Regions from separate parts of the Mus musculus genome. Here all the other regions are linked to region 1. The links are chromatin contacts, called in public HiChIP or PLAC-seq and promoter capture Hi-C maps. All regions are on one chromosome and are shown on one strand. Each heading gives the region's core, a stretch centred on a gene start, on an enhancer-like site or on the middle of the called end of the contact. The rest is flanking DNA. Distances are from core to core; before and after follow the strand shown. Region 1 holds the start of Cyld (CYLD lysine 63 deubiquitinase). Region 2 has its middle 160 kb from the start of Gm24212. Region 3 holds the start of Tox3 (TOX high mobility group box family member 3). Region 4 has its middle 89 kb from the start of Gm24212. Region 5 has its middle 120 kb from the start of Gm24212.

The links. Promoter capture Hi-C pulls out the DNA fragments that hold promoters and counts their contacts. HiChIP or PLAC-seq counts read pairs in DNA pulled down with a chosen protein or histone mark.
Region 2: an H3K27ac HiChIP or PLAC-seq map of embryonic stem cells shows a contact between it and region 1, with 6 times the contacts expected there. The contact joins the enhancer-like site here to the promoter of Cyld in region 1. A contact is called at or near these places in 4 of 39 promoter capture datasets (cranial neural crest, embryonic stem cells, liver and 1 more), 1 of 484 Hi-C or Micro-C datasets (embryonic stem cells), 2 of 115 datasets of contacts at active chromatin or transcription factors (both in embryonic stem cells) and 1 of 9 other capture datasets (pancreatic islet).
Region 3: a promoter capture Hi-C map of embryonic stem cells shows a contact between it and region 1, with 5 times the contacts expected there. The contact joins the promoter of Tox3 here to the promoter of Cyld in region 1. A contact is called at or near these places in 1 of 39 promoter capture datasets (embryonic stem cells) and 2 of 115 datasets of contacts at active chromatin or transcription factors (astrocytes and embryonic limb bud).
Region 4: an H3K4me3 HiChIP or PLAC-seq map of embryonic limb bud shows a contact between it and region 1, with 5 times the contacts expected there. The contact joins the enhancer-like site here to the promoter of Cyld in region 1. A contact is called at or near these places in 5 of 39 promoter capture datasets (cranial neural crest, embryonic stem cells, liver and 1 more) and 3 of 115 datasets of contacts at active chromatin or transcription factors (astrocytes, embryonic limb bud and embryonic stem cells).
Region 5: a contact with region 1 is called in a promoter capture Hi-C map of hippocampal neurons, with 7 times the contacts expected there. The contact joins the enhancer-like site here to the promoter of Cyld in region 1. A contact is called at or near these places in 9 of 39 promoter capture datasets (the 3T3-L1 cell line, cranial neural crest, embryonic stem cells and 5 more), 2 of 484 Hi-C or Micro-C datasets (both in cortical neurons), 5 of 115 datasets of contacts at active chromatin or transcription factors (astrocytes, embryonic forebrain, embryonic hindbrain and 2 more) and 1 of 9 other capture datasets (pancreatic islet).

What each region holds. Positions count from the first base shown.
Region 1 is chr8:88,695,650-88,698,349 of GRCm38.p6, reverse strand. It overlaps Cyld (CYLD lysine 63 deubiquitinase), which reads right to left and starts at 1,322. Exons shown (of 17, transcript NM_173369.3): 1 at 1,251-1,322.
Region 2 is chr8:89,822,332-89,825,031 of GRCm38.p6, reverse strand. No RefSeq gene overlaps it. Among named protein-coding and RNA genes, the nearest start is that of Gm24212, 160 kb to the right of the region's middle. Within about 2 kb of position 1,266, at least 14 of the 459 cell types and tissues checked have an H3K27ac peak or open chromatin away from gene starts, as enhancers often do. A contact at or near this core is called in embryonic stem cells, where this site is marked.
Region 3 is chr8:90,346,837-90,349,536 of GRCm38.p6, reverse strand. It overlaps Tox3 (TOX high mobility group box family member 3), which reads left to right and starts at 1,285. Exons shown (of 7, transcript NM_172913.3): 1 at 1,285-1,674. The coding sequence starts at 1,588.
Region 4 is chr8:89,755,303-89,758,002 of GRCm38.p6, reverse strand. No RefSeq gene overlaps it. Among named protein-coding and RNA genes, the nearest start is that of Gm24212, 89 kb to the right of the region's middle. Within about 2 kb of position 1,437, at least 3 of the 459 cell types and tissues checked have an H3K27ac peak or open chromatin away from gene starts, as enhancers often do. A contact at or near this core is called in embryonic limb bud, where this site is marked.
Region 5 is chr8:89,786,222-89,789,099 of GRCm38.p6, reverse strand. No RefSeq gene overlaps it. Among named protein-coding and RNA genes, the nearest start is that of Gm24212, 120 kb to the right of the region's middle. Within about 2 kb of position 1,454, at least 19 of the 459 cell types and tissues checked have an H3K27ac peak or open chromatin away from gene starts, as enhancers often do. A contact at or near this core is called in hippocampal neurons and pancreatic islet, where this site is marked.

The DNA of each region.
Region 1 (2,700 bases), core at 73-2,572:
TAAAGAATACCTTAAAATTTTGCAGCAGAACATTAGAGAATGTTCTGGGTACTGTCAACATTCAAATTACATGAACTTCACTAAGAATTTCCAGCAAATCACTTTCCTTCAATACTGTTCTAGTGCAAATCCACCCACTACCCAGCGGGGAGCAGCAGGCTAAATTCTTGGGGCCATTCAACCTACTTGAGGTATGAGGGGGTGTGCAAGAGACTGATGTTTGAATGCACGCCCTCTTGATGCCTGCATTCTTCTCTGGAGCCAATGATTACAAAAATGAGCAATCTTATTAGGAATCCCTGATTAGCCCCAACACAGACACACACAGACACACACACACACACACACACACACACCACAGCAAGGTATGAATGAATGCTCCTCTAAGGAGACAACTTTCCAGGGAAAATCAAAAAGAGGAAGGTGGCGGGGATAGTGGGGGTTGGGAGATTGCAAGGCTTGGTGGCTAGAGGATGACAAACCCCTAAAACATGCAAATGCCAAGGGGTGGAATAGAAAAAGATGCCAAGGACATGAATAACCTGGCAGCTGACCCAGATGAACTCAGTTCCAGACCATGATCATTCGCGACTTGGCGGTCTCCTCCAAGGCTGACCATAATAATAAAAGGAAAAACAAGGTACCTGTCTCAACAGGATGCACCTTCCAACTACACAACTGTGCAAAACCATCCTCTCTCCTCCCCCCTCCCTCCAGACCAGAGAAACTGAAAGAAAAAGCAGAACACGCCATTAGCGAGGCCAGACTGCTCTTCCGGGAGCGGAGCCACCAACACCCCACAAAACAGCACAGACGTGAGGTACCATAACCCGAGATTCTCCCTGCCTCCTGCAGCCGTTGGGAGCCAGGCAGGGTCCCGGCCTCAGTTTCCCCATCTGTCCACGACGGCGGGCCAGAGAGAAAGACGGAGTCCTGCACTGCTCCTACCCAAGCCCTGTGGTGCAGGAGTCCCGCGAGTCGGGAGCCCTCGGGCAGGCTGGAGGTGACAACCGCGGTTGACGTCAGAAGCTCGTCGGCCCGGGGCAGCTAACGGGCGGGCGCTGAGGCCCGACGGTCGCCTCCGCGCTTCAGGGCGCCTGAGGCAGAGCAGGAACACTGGGGACCTAGCGTCAGCCGCGCGGCCGCGCACACTCACCCGCCTCGGCCGCCGCTCAGCGCCGCAGCCCCGGGCTTCAGAACCAGCGTCCCGGGCCGGCCGGGCGCCCCACACCCACCACCCCAGTATTTACCTCAGGCGCGCGGGCCCCCGCGCAGCCGAACCTGCTACCTGGGCCCGCCCCCACCTGCCCCGCCTCCGAACTGCCCGCGGGGAGGGAGGAGCGGAGGCGGAGAGGGTAGATGCCGCGCTAGCCAATCGTATTCAGAGATCCGACCCTGCGTGCGCTCTGATTGGGTTTTCTTGTAACAGACCTTCCTCCAATGGCTGCTGGCAGGGTGCTGGCTGAAGGGACTTTCCGCTCGGTCAAGCTCGGTGGAGGCAAAGGGAAAGCGAAGGGGCGGGGCAGAGGAGAAAGGGTGGGGGCGAGGAGCGATGGCTGATTGGGCGAAAGGCCGCCAGTGTCATGTCACCATTGGCTGAAACCACGCCTGGGCGGGGCGCTGTGCTCTTAGCTCCACCCTCCTTGCGCGGGTCTTGTCTCTTGGCTTAGCTGTCAAAACTAGGGTGGGAAGCGATCCAGAGAAGAACTGAGAATAATTTTCAGAATTCCATTGAAAGAACAAAGCTTAGAATTACACCTAGAGTCAATGTTTTCTTTCTCAGTTTGTCAACATGTAACACGGGGAACTCCCAACCATCCTAAGCCTCAATTTCCTCGTCTGTAGAACGGAGGTGTTAGTACCACCTGTTTTACCGGATTATTGTGAAATGCTATATAGTATCTCCTAACAGTAGACTCTGTACAAACTGAAGCTCTTTCTGTCCTCAGATGGCGTCTGGGACACCTGCTGTTTTTTTAAACTTCTGTGGCCATCCTCTCCAAGGGTGGAGAGAGTCTCCTAAGGATAAAGAAAGGCTTTCCACCCTCTACCTTACCCGGGACTGCATCCCTGGCCACCAGCCAGAATTAAGGGTATAATGAAGGATCTTTCAATTAGACGGAAGGATTCTGACTCCCAAAAGTGTTCAAAATATTTAAAGAAACTCTTTTTATAATCAGCCCCAGAGCCTGGCAGCACATGACTTGCTTCACTGGATAGTTCTCTTAATTAATTCCTTCTCCTTTGACATTTTAACTACTAATTATGGGAGAAGGTGATTAATACTGAGAAGGAGGGGTGTGTGTGTGTGTGTGTGTGTGTGTGTGTGTGTGTGTGTGTGTGTGTGTGTTTAATCATGACACAAATTTCCCCAGTGAAGACTACCATGTTTCTGAAAATCCAAACAATGAAAACCACTAACACAGAAGCAGACAGACACATGGGTGATTGCTAACAGTATTAACTCACAACTCCTCTCCCTGCTGAAATCAACCATGATGAAATTGGTATCTTCTGAAAACTGAAGCCTCAACTCTTTCCTGTCTTTCACTGGTATACATATATCCTGTTCCCAATTTCCCAAGCTCTAGCCACATGATATAAATCAATAGTGACACACAGTGGCCTTAGACAACAACATTCCCCTATAGATCTGGATTCTCCCATGACACTGGCATGATTCAGAGATCCAATCTGGCT
Region 2 (2,700 bases), core at 17-2,516, 1.1 Mb before region 1:
CTTCTGGTCTGTTAGTCACAAAGTAAATGCTCACATGGGCTCCTGTCATTGCGAGTGTTGAGTCCCTAGGAAAACAAATGAGGGACTTGACCTCTTTGGGGTTGTTTTTGTTGTCCTCAATGTTCACTGGGGAAGGAACAAACAAGTAATACTGTAGCCTCCCCCAGCCCTGAGTAGGCTGGCTCAGACCTGGATGCCACTGAGAATGAGACCACCTGGGGTGGAGCCTTCCCACCTAGATGGTTCTATTGTTTGGTCACGTAGCTGTTCTTTTCTGAGACACTGTTACCTGCTGAGAGATTCAGAGAGATTCTGCAGACAGCAAGCAACCTAGTGATTGACACCTTCTTGCCAAACCAGTGCTGTCAGACAGCCGCTTACAGGCTGGCAACAGGCATCAAGAGTGGATCTGTGGGAGATGGGCTTTCTGCCTATATAAGCACAGATTTTTAGTAAACTCTGGGCCATGATCAGAAAATTTGTCTTGGTCTCTTTACTTCTCTCGCCGTTCTCTCCTTTACAGCTCCAGCCTCCCACTCAGGAATCCAGTTAGTGTGGCTGCAGTCGACTATATAATCGGTTTTCAGAGTACCTTTCATTTAAACTTGTCTGTTTAGTTTGATGTTTCTCCCATCTTGTTTCTACACCCCAACACACACAGTCTCTCCCTCTCTGATGGGCAGAGGCATTGCCTAAATGACACGAGCACTTTCTACTTTAAAGAATACAAATAGAAGCGACTCAAAGTCAACATTGGGGTGTCATCTGGCTCTACACACATTCTCTCCTGTAATGCTCAGAGCTGAGGTCCAGCAGGAAGATCTGCCTTGTCCAAGCTCATATTGCTAGTGAATGTCTCGCTCCATATTTTTAGATGAGCCACTAGTTACTTGATTGATGTGAATTCTTTGAATCAAAAAGCACATCAAATGGACTGAAGGGACAAGCCTGGCCAGTTTTTGTCCCATATAGCCTAAAGACTTCTTCTATGTAAGATTCTGCAAACATACCAACAAGCAATCTCACTACCATCTCATTCAGCTATAAAACTCCTCTGAATTTTACTGCATGGATTCTAAGCCACAGGCTGCTTTAGTCACTGTTAGCCTCTGGTGCCAGCCCTGTCTGTCACACCTCCCTCTGCATGCCCTTGCAAGAGACCCTTGGTTGGCTCCTAGAAGAAGGAGCATTTGAACAGGCCTTCTTGTTCCCTTTCAGATGCATGAGCTATTAAGTACTTTTCATTGTAAAGAAATGGGAACTCCCATGTGTCCATTGTCCTTGTGTGGTGGTATTCTTTTGTCAGAGAGCACTGGAGCCTATTGTTCAGACTCCTCTTTTGTTCACATTGAATTCTTCATGATGCTGCATATTTATTATATACCATCCAGATTTTGAGACCTGTTTACTGGGATTTGGGGCAGTTGTAGAGAACAGTGGTTCCACAACGACATACTCAAACAAGGCAGCTTCAAATGAGCCTTGTATGTCTGAGTGGGATTTTCTAGTGCAGATGCTAAGGGCAGGGAAGAGTGTTCACTGCAAGGATATTAATCTTCTCTCCCAGGGAAAAGCAGCAATGAGATGGATCACTGGGTGTTTACCTAGCACAGAGCAAGTAGTCCACACTCATCTGTCTTCTATTCAGCCTCCTTTCAGAGAGACATTATGAGCTAGCCCCGCTCTTGTGATGGCAAATATCACCCGTGACAGCTTTGCAAGTGGCCTTAAGAGCTTGTCAGGAAACTAATCAATGTAGCTCTTCACAAAGGAATCTACTTGATCAATAGCACCAAGAAACCCCAGACCTAACAAACAGATCACATAAGAGCTGTCATGATCAATAGAAGTCTCAGGGAAAATAAATTCTTAGGGCTATTTCAATGAATATATCATAAGTGCTTTGTGCTGATAGCCTTTTCTCTGAGAATTTCCCAAACCCACCAAAGTAATAATGGGAGAGAGTGCACATAGGCAGCCACAGGTTTTCTCACACAAAGACTTGACACAGGACACACATGCAGGGTTCACAGAGAAGAAATAATTCTGATTTTGAAGGAGATTTATTCAAATATATCCTATATTTCCTCACCAACTAGATTGTGAATGTGTTCTTAGATGAGGTTTGTTTTGGTATATCAGAACCAAGGGCATGGCTCCGGCATGAGAAAACCAGTGAATACATTTTGAGCTCATCACCACTCCTCATGTTTCTCGAGGGATACATGTTATTAAGTGGAGATCAAACATTCAAACATCTGACTCCCCCCTCAGAGTTCTTCGAAACACTCTACATTTAAATGTAGTAAACTTTCCTTGAAAACAGTTTGAAATGCAGAGATAAGGAGACCTTGAAATCACTACAGATTCAAGTTTCCTCCTAGAAGAAACAGTAACACATTGAGGTACTTACTGTTCATCTTTTCTGGACTCTGAAGTGTATGTCAGTTATCTTGTTTCTTAACAAATTGCTCCACCATGTAATGACTTAAGACAATTATTACTTTACTTATAATTGAGTGTAGGAATCATCAGTTGGGCAGGGATCAGAGGTGGGCTGGTTTTCTTTTCTGCATTTTGACCAGGGTAATGTGGCTTCCATGACTTGATGTCCCAACAGCACTCATGGCAAAAATGGCTACTGTTCACCCCAGGGAATAAGCCCTGGACTCTGGGTTTCCTTCTTTGCATATTTTCTCC
Region 3 (2,700 bases), core at 36-2,535, 1.7 Mb before region 1:
TATAGTATTGAGTGAAGGAAGGTACACATAGGTGTTGCAAGCTGGAGAACACTTAGAAATCCGTGCATGTCTGGAAAAGTTCAGGTCCCAGACCAGCGAAGTGATCCAGGCCCCACACCTTTAGAGACTGTCAGTTGAAATAGTTTAACATCTTTCCCTTCTAGTTCAAAGTAGTTCGCAGATAACTGAACCGAGAAAGGGAGATCTCACAGCTCAGCCAACATTTTCTAGCGCCAAGGCTGAAGGCCAAACTTTCAAATTAACTCAGAGCAATAAAGCCAAGGGTGGTGGTGATGGTGGGGGTATGGGGGCGGAGGGTGGGGGGAGAGAAATGTAGATTAAAAGAAAGAGAAAGAAATAAGAGGGTGGGTGGGTGCAGCGTGGGGAAGTTAATCACCCAGAACCTTTTAGGAAAAGAGGGACATTTTCTCTAGGAGAGCAGCGAGTGATCCGCCTAGATCCAGTTACTCAAATGCCTTTCGAAAACAAACAAGAGTAAAGAAAATACAAAGAGACCGGACTTGAGGCTTAACCTGGGAAGCTTCAAGTCTGCTTACTTGTGAAAGGTCAGGCCCTAACACCCCTCTGGTAAAGACCACAGGTGTACATGGGGTTCCGGCTCCTGGCTCAGGAGCCACCTGCACAGGTTAGTTTCTGGGCTGAGTCTATACCGGGGATATCCAAGTAGAAGAGTAAGTAGGGTAGAGGGATTGGGAAACAGGTCCCCCACCAGCAAGAACTGGGACGAGGTGGTAGGGGCAGAAGAGAGGGCTGGGTGAGAAGTGGACGGTTTTGGGATGCTGGGGCCAAGGGAAGCGAGGGTCGCACGGGAGAAGAGTGGGACTCGAGGAGGGACGGTGCTGGCAGCAGCGGGGAGGCCGAGGGAGGCCCGGGAGCGGGGAGAGCGGTGAGGCCGCGGGGACAAAGAGGACCGGGGAGGGAAGGGGTGGGACGGTGAGAGGCCGGGAGAGGAGCGCGCGGTGGCCGGGGCTGCACGGGGCGCGGGGCGGGGCGCGAGCCCGGAGGCGGTCGGCGGCGGAGCGCACCGGCGGGGCGGGCGGCGCGCCAGCTGCCCGCGGTGGGAGGGGCGGAGCGGCAGCGGCGCGGGGAGGGGACCGGCGGCGGCAGGAGGGGGAGCGGCAGGGGAGGGGCCGGGCCCCTTGTCTCCGCGGCTCCTCGGCTCAGTCCGCCCGGGGAGGAGGAGCGGGGCCAGCCGCCGCCGCTGCCGCCGCCGCCGTCCCAGCTTCGCCGCGCACCTGAGCTCGCCGGCCGTCCCGGGCCCACGCGCTGCGCCCCGCGCCCCGGGCGCCCGGCCCGCGCGCAGCCAGCTTCGGTGTCCCGGTGGGGCGCGTCCCTCGGGCCGCCTCCCGCTCTCCCGCGGCTCGCGTGGCCGCGCCTTTGTGTGCTGCAGCCGCAGCTCCCGGGCTCGTCGGCGGCCCCCGCGCGACGCCCCTACAGTCCCACGGCCCGTGCGCTGTCCCCGGGCGCCCCCGGCCGGGCGTCCTCGACGGTGGATCGTACGGCCGCGAGGAGGCGGGTAGCGGCCCCGGCGAGTTCCAGCCCCGGCCCCCAGCCCCCGGCCCCGGCATGGATGTGAGGTTCTACCCCGCGGCGGCCGGGGACCCAGCCGGCCTGGACTTCGCGCAGTGCCTGGGGTACTACGGCTACAGCAAGGTGACCGGGCCGGGGGCGGGGGCCACCTCTCCATCCCGGGCGCGTCCCTCGTCCCGCCTAGCCTGCTGCACTTTCTTTCTGATCTTTCCTTCCCACCCGCTGGCTTCTCGGTGCGCCTTAGTCTCCGACCAACTCTTTTCGTCTTCTCTTTACGTGCCCTTTCTACCCACCTTTTTGTCCCTCTGCTGGCGCTCCCTCTGCCCTCCTGGTCCCCTCCCCCGCTCCCCCTAAAAGCTGTGTGAAGCGCAGTCCCGGGACTGAGCCGAGACTGGCGTGTGATTCTTTGTTGATGTTATTAGTAAACTCGATTGCAACACCCCTACTATGTGTGCATGGGGGTGGGGGGACACGCTACGTAGGGGGTCCCCGATCTCGTGGGCCAGAGATTCCATACCTTCGCAGCCCATCTCACCTCACCCACCCAGTCAGGAGCTGGTCCCCGGGAGCTTGGAGAAGATGAACAAACTTTATAGAGTGTGGCTGGGTCTGGGGTCTGGATCTGGGAAGCCTGAAGTTGCAGGATCCCAGCAGGTGCCTCTTACTTCCCCTGCTCTAGGGCGCTTTGGTCTACTAGACCAAGATGCTCGCCTCTTCCGAGTTAAGGCAGTGGGCTTTCGTATTTTATTTTATTTTGCGGAGGAGGGCGGGTTAAGTTTTTTTTCTTTCATGGAGATCAGAGTTGCAGCTCCACATCATGCCTCAGGGTCACCCCATCTTCCTCACCTCTTGCCGCACAAACTTACAGGAGTAAGCGATTCAGGTGGTCATAGGTGGACCTTGGACGCAGTCAGTGGGCTTCCCGGATCCGGTTGTCTACCTTGCCTACTGCTCCCACCACAGAGCTTTGCGACATAACCCTGAGGGCGATATTCAGAGAAAGAGTCCTGCGCCTTTTGATTGTGTGTGTGTGTGTTGTGTGTGTGTGTGTGTGTGTGTGTGTGTTTCCCCTTCCCCCTGCTCCTCCCTCCTCTCCGACTTTTCTTTCAAATCCTAGTTTGTTTATGATTGCTTGGATAACGGAGGAGG
Region 4 (2,700 bases), core at 188-2,687, 1.1 Mb before region 1:
CTGATACGTGACTTTGCCCTTCCTCAGCAGACTTGCTTAAGTTTGGAGAACAGCTTCATTTTTTTCCCCTCTGGGTTGAATCACTCCCAAGCACACCCCACTTAACCAGCGTGCTTAAGTGCCTACGTGATGTATCTACCTGTGCAACCCAGAATGAAATACTTACTTAAGTTGCACCTCGGAGTCCCCAACTGCAATATGCCAGTGTCATTACATCACACAGTCTCAGGTTGGAGACTGTCCTGGAATCCTATCCCCTGCTGCACTTCTGTATCAAGTCCCCCGTGTGTTCATGGCGTTCCTCAACTGAGCCAGGCACTGGGAATGCTCAAGACCCAAAAGCTATCAGTTGCAAGTGAGATCGCTGTCCGTCCTGCTTTGCCTCACAATTTAGGGAATAAAACAAAACAAAACAAAACAAAGCAAAACAAAACCAAACCAAACCATTGGTTATGAGAAATCATACTTTACCTATACAATGAATGGCTTCTAGTTCCTAAATCTAATGTAGATCCTGGCAAATAATTACCATAACAATTAGAAGAAAAATAGTGCTACATTTAATGATCATGTACTAATCAAAAGCAACATATTGAACAATTCATCTGTGATACTTAATCCTTGTAAAGATTCTCAGTAAATGCTTGTATTCCACCACCCCCCCCAATATACAAAATAAGAAAGATGAACTTAAAAGAGGCTAAGTAACTTGCCTCGGGTCTCATAATTAGTAGCAGTAAAGACAGAATTTGTAATTAAGAACCATCTAACTGTAGACCCTCAGCTTAGCGGAGAGTATAATTAGTGCATCAGTAAATAGCAAAAGAGAAGAATGGGAAGACAGGAAGAAGGAAGGGGCAAAGAGAAGAGAGGAAGTTAAGAAGGACAGCCCTTCAAGTCTCAACTTGCGGTTACATCTTCCTTAGAAACTAAGTCTTAAACTTGACCACACACTGGACTCATTTGACTAACCTACAAACCTGCACTGATGCCTGGGTCCCTCCCCCACAGCGCCAGTTTAATTGTTCTGCTCAAAGGCTGGCATCGTGGGTGTAAAAGCTCTTGGAGAATTCCAGCATGCAGCCCAGGTTAAACCCCGACCTTAGCAGGAGCACTCCCTTGCCCTCCAAGGTGGCCAAGAACAGTTTTCATTAATACACATGAGCATTTCCTGTGGCCTCCAGCAGCTCCTGCTGCAGGTGTGTGCTGGACTCTGCACAGGGTAAGAGCATCTGCGGAGACCAAGTGGTCCAGCCACAACCGAGAGGTGAGCAGCGTTCAGGAAGTGGATTTTATTACAGTCCAAATGACAAAACCTTCTGTGCCAGCGAGCACACGGACAGTGATCCCACTGGAGCACGGGAACCAGTGCAGTCCCTCTGCTGAGTGTCCTCCTCACTCTAGTGACAGGATGCCTTGAGTCTGGGATTCCCTGGTGATGATTTTCCCAGCTTGTCCCAACCTGAACTCTGATCTGATTGAAGGCCTTGTTCAGCTGTGCTGAGCTCCTTTTTGTGGGCAGGGTCTGGGAGAGCCTTATTGAGTTGAGTAAATCTTAGCTAGAACTTGGCTCCAGGAGGGACCAAAAGACACCCACCTCTTGGTTTGATGTCCAAACCACCTTGGGAGTTACTGAGATGATATGAGCTGCCAAAGGATATAGTATTTTTTTTCTTTTACTCAGGAAGGAAAGGAGCCTTTTAATGTGAGGCTGGAATATTCCATAGGTTCATTGCCAAGCCTGGAGCTGGAGGCTGGCAGGGCTGCACAATTGCCCAGCTTCACACTCCACAGAGAACCAGGCAAGCGTCTGTTCTCTGTCCCCTGGCTGCCACAAAACTCATCAGCACGTGGGAGAGCTGCCCTCTGCAGAAAGAAACAAAAAATAATCAAACAAAACAGCCATTTGCCATGCTTGGCCCAGCCATCAACTCAAAATGTTCTTGAAGCTTGTAATAACAGCTGTTGTTTACTGCCTAGTTCTTGTGTCCCAGATCATGTGCTAAGTACTTGACGTTATTAACTCATATAATCCTCACTTACTCTCCAGTCAGTAGATAGTAGTATGCCCATTTTATTAAATAAAAAAAGTAATCAAGGCACAAAAAGGTAAAATAAATTTCGCCAGGTAAGAGAATTTGCGAATAGCTTCAGTAGGTCTGGTGTGAGCCCAGGTTGATTCTAAGACTCATTATGTGTTAAAAAAGACTTTGCTACATTGTCTTAATCAGGATAGACAATGTTTAAGATCTCTTTGAATGTCTGGAGCCTTCCACTTAGGTACCCAGCAGGTGCACAATAGTTTGCTGAATGAATGAATGAATAAATGAATGAATGAAAAAAAGCTATTCTATTATTCTAAAGTTGGCTCTTCATTGGTCAAATAGAGGTCATAAGGCCAAGGAAAACAACTCTGGGTGCCACAAAATTTTGAAAATCACACAAACAAAACTTCTTATATTAATCACGGCACTCAGAAAATTATGTCCAAAGGACAAGATTTCCTGATACAGCTGTTTAATTTTTTTCTAATCATTCACTTTCATTGGCCAACCACCCCCACACCCATGCAAATAACAATTTGTAGACATTTGATAACAACAGTCTAGAAAGTATTCCATTCGATAGAGAGGTGAAGGGAAATATATTTAAACATCCTTTCTACCCTTGAAATTTTGTGTTCAGGCAGACTAGAATTTG
Region 5 (2,878 bases), core at 205-2,704, 1.1 Mb before region 1:
ATACATTTATCTGTCAGCAGCTGGCAGATGCCAACCTTCCACAGATGTTGAGGGCAGGCCTCCAGTAGGCAAGGCAGCCCTGACACGCATCCCACACTGAGCACCCGATTTCTAAAGGCCTGAATCCTGGAGTGGGGGCTTCAGGGTGGAACTGAAGCAGTTTCTAGAGCAAGCTTTGAAAGGCCCATGGTCACAGCTCAGAGAGCACATGTCCAACCTCTCACCTTCAAAGGAGGGACGCTTGAGACCCAAGCTCCACACAGTGTGACCCTGATCCAGAAAACGTGAGAGACAACTGTTTCTCTGTAAGCTGGTCCCATCCCTCCCCATCCCACCTCCAGCCCGAGGCCATTTGTCAGAAGCCAGCTGTTGTGAGTGAGAAGAAAGGTGTCAGCTCTATGTACTGCTAACTTCTAGGAGGCAGCATGTCTCTTCCAGAGAAACTGCTTTTCTGACAGCGGTACTGTCTTTCCAGTCCCCAGGTAGAGAGAAGAGATTCCTTAGTGAGAAGAGAACCGTTCTGCTCCAGGTTCACAGGGGAAGCTGACCTGCTTCTCACAGACCGTTTGCTGTGGTACTCGCCATGGAGGGCATGGAAAATGGCATGGAGCCAGCCCGAAGCATCATCTGTAAGTCATGAGTTGTCTCCTTCCTTGGAAACGGGAGAACGGGAGCGTTGACCTCCTCTGGCTAGTGCTGATCTAAAGCTCCTTAGCATAATGGCATATGCGCTTCTAGAAGAAAGTTCCTAGCGGTGTTTTATTAATAATAAAGCAGAGATTGTAGGCACTGAGGATCTAAACAGATTTTTAAAAAGCAGCAAATGCATGTGTGTGATTGCATTTGCCTGTAGGGAGGGAACAAACCCTCAGACTTAACAGCAACTTAACAGCCATTGTCAATGGCTCAGCATACTTTCTCTTCCTAGGAAGAAAAAAAAAAAAAAAACCTTAAACACATCTACCAAGGATGATTGGAAGGTCAAGGTTAACCACGAGGAAACACAACATAGCAACTTTATCACATTGTGTATCGTTATACTACTGATCAAAAATGAAGTTTCTGAAGGCTCAGGATAGCAAGAAAGATAATCTTTTTTAGGAAGAAGAAAAAAAAAGTCATCTTTCCCAGACTCTAGTCGTCAATCCACAGGAGGCTTACATTTTAAGATACACCTGACAGGAGAGCCTGCTTGTGTTCCTTCTGTGATTAATTGGCAAACATTACATTTGTTCATTTCCTTAATGAGCATGTTTTGAACACTTACTGTGAGCCAGGCAACGTCTGGCAGCTGGGGGGTGGGGGAAGCAAAGCCACTAAGCCCAAGGCAAGCAACACGGAAGGGCTTAGCATCCTAAGCGTAGGTGTGTTCATTGAGATTCAAGTCTGAAGCTTGCCAAGAGAAAGGAGCATGCGCGCTGCCTTCAAATATGGCGTCCAGATGATCGGGAGGGGAAAGGAAATCATTAGGGGCGAGGGAGGAGGAGCGGCTTGCGGAAGAGCACTTGATTAGAATATTCCACTCACAGAAGATTATGAGAAGAATTTTCAGGAGGCTTGGTGGTGAAGCTGGCTAAGTCCCTGGAACTGAAAGAAAGCGCGTACACACCCACCACTAACACAAATTTGTACTCAGCAGGATGTAAGGCTTGTCGAGTCAAAGGTCAACAAGAAGTGCAGAGCACCAGGACTTGAAAGTATCTCATCACTGATTCGGTTTCCAAATTCAGGGTTTGTCACACTCTGTGAGTTTTAAGGAGGGGTGGAAGCCCTCACCTAGTGAGGTGAGAGGGCACTTGAGACAGACAGACAGACAGACAGACTGGTCAGTTCAGGCTGAGCTGTGCTCTAACAAGTGAGCCAAGTTCTTTCCGGCTTACTGAACAGCAAAAATGTTTTTTTTTTCCTGCTCATATGACATAGCTGTCCTGGAACGGCTTTGTTTTTGCTCTACAGCTTCTTCATTTTGGAATCTGCCGAACAAGAGGCTCTTGTCTGGAACATGCTGGGTCCTTTGGCAAGAAAAGGAAATACTGGTGGACCATAGCTTTCAAAGCTCTTGCTTGGCAATGTCACCCACTGTTTCTGCCTACGCTTGTTGGTCAAAACCAAGACAGGCATTCAGATTTGTATCAGTGCACTATGAAAGCATTTTTTTTCCTCCAAGAAATAGAAAAAATATTTTAATTAATGATGTCACATTTATCTTGGGGTTCAGCAGTCCCCTACCCCCAGCTTCACTCAGTGCAGCCCCATAAGAGACTGTTTTACCTGTTGGAACTTGGCACCACTCTTGGTTTGGTGCAGTTGTGGCAAAGGTTATCAATTATTCGCTGAAGTCTGTTCTGCACCTATATCTACATATGGCCCTGGGTGTAACCCCTACCAACTGTTTTCATCACTTTCTGGCCATGACTTTGAAGTAGCATGCATGAGCTTTCTCCACTGTACACAGCAAAGTGTGGAGAGTATAAGAATCCAGACAATGACCGTTCAGACTGGAGCGAGCCATTTAGGTCTGGTCTAGTTAACCTGTAAACAATAATGACTCCATAAAGTCCGTGATGGGATCTCAGTTATTGGCTCCTTGCTGATGGCATTGCAAATTATTATAAAAGTGTATCCCAGAGTGCTTGCTATAGCAACAGTAACAATAATCATATTCATAATTTTTAGTTCTTAACACTGTACTGGGACAGGGGCTGACAAGATGGCTCAGTGGGTAGAGGGTCTTGCTGCCAAGCTTTTCAACCTGAGGTTGAGTGCCAGGACCTATGCTAGTGGGAGAAGAGAACTGACTCACAAACATTGTCCTCTCACCTCCACTCATGAGCCGTGGCACCCTGAACCCACCAAGAACACAGATAAAACGAAGCAA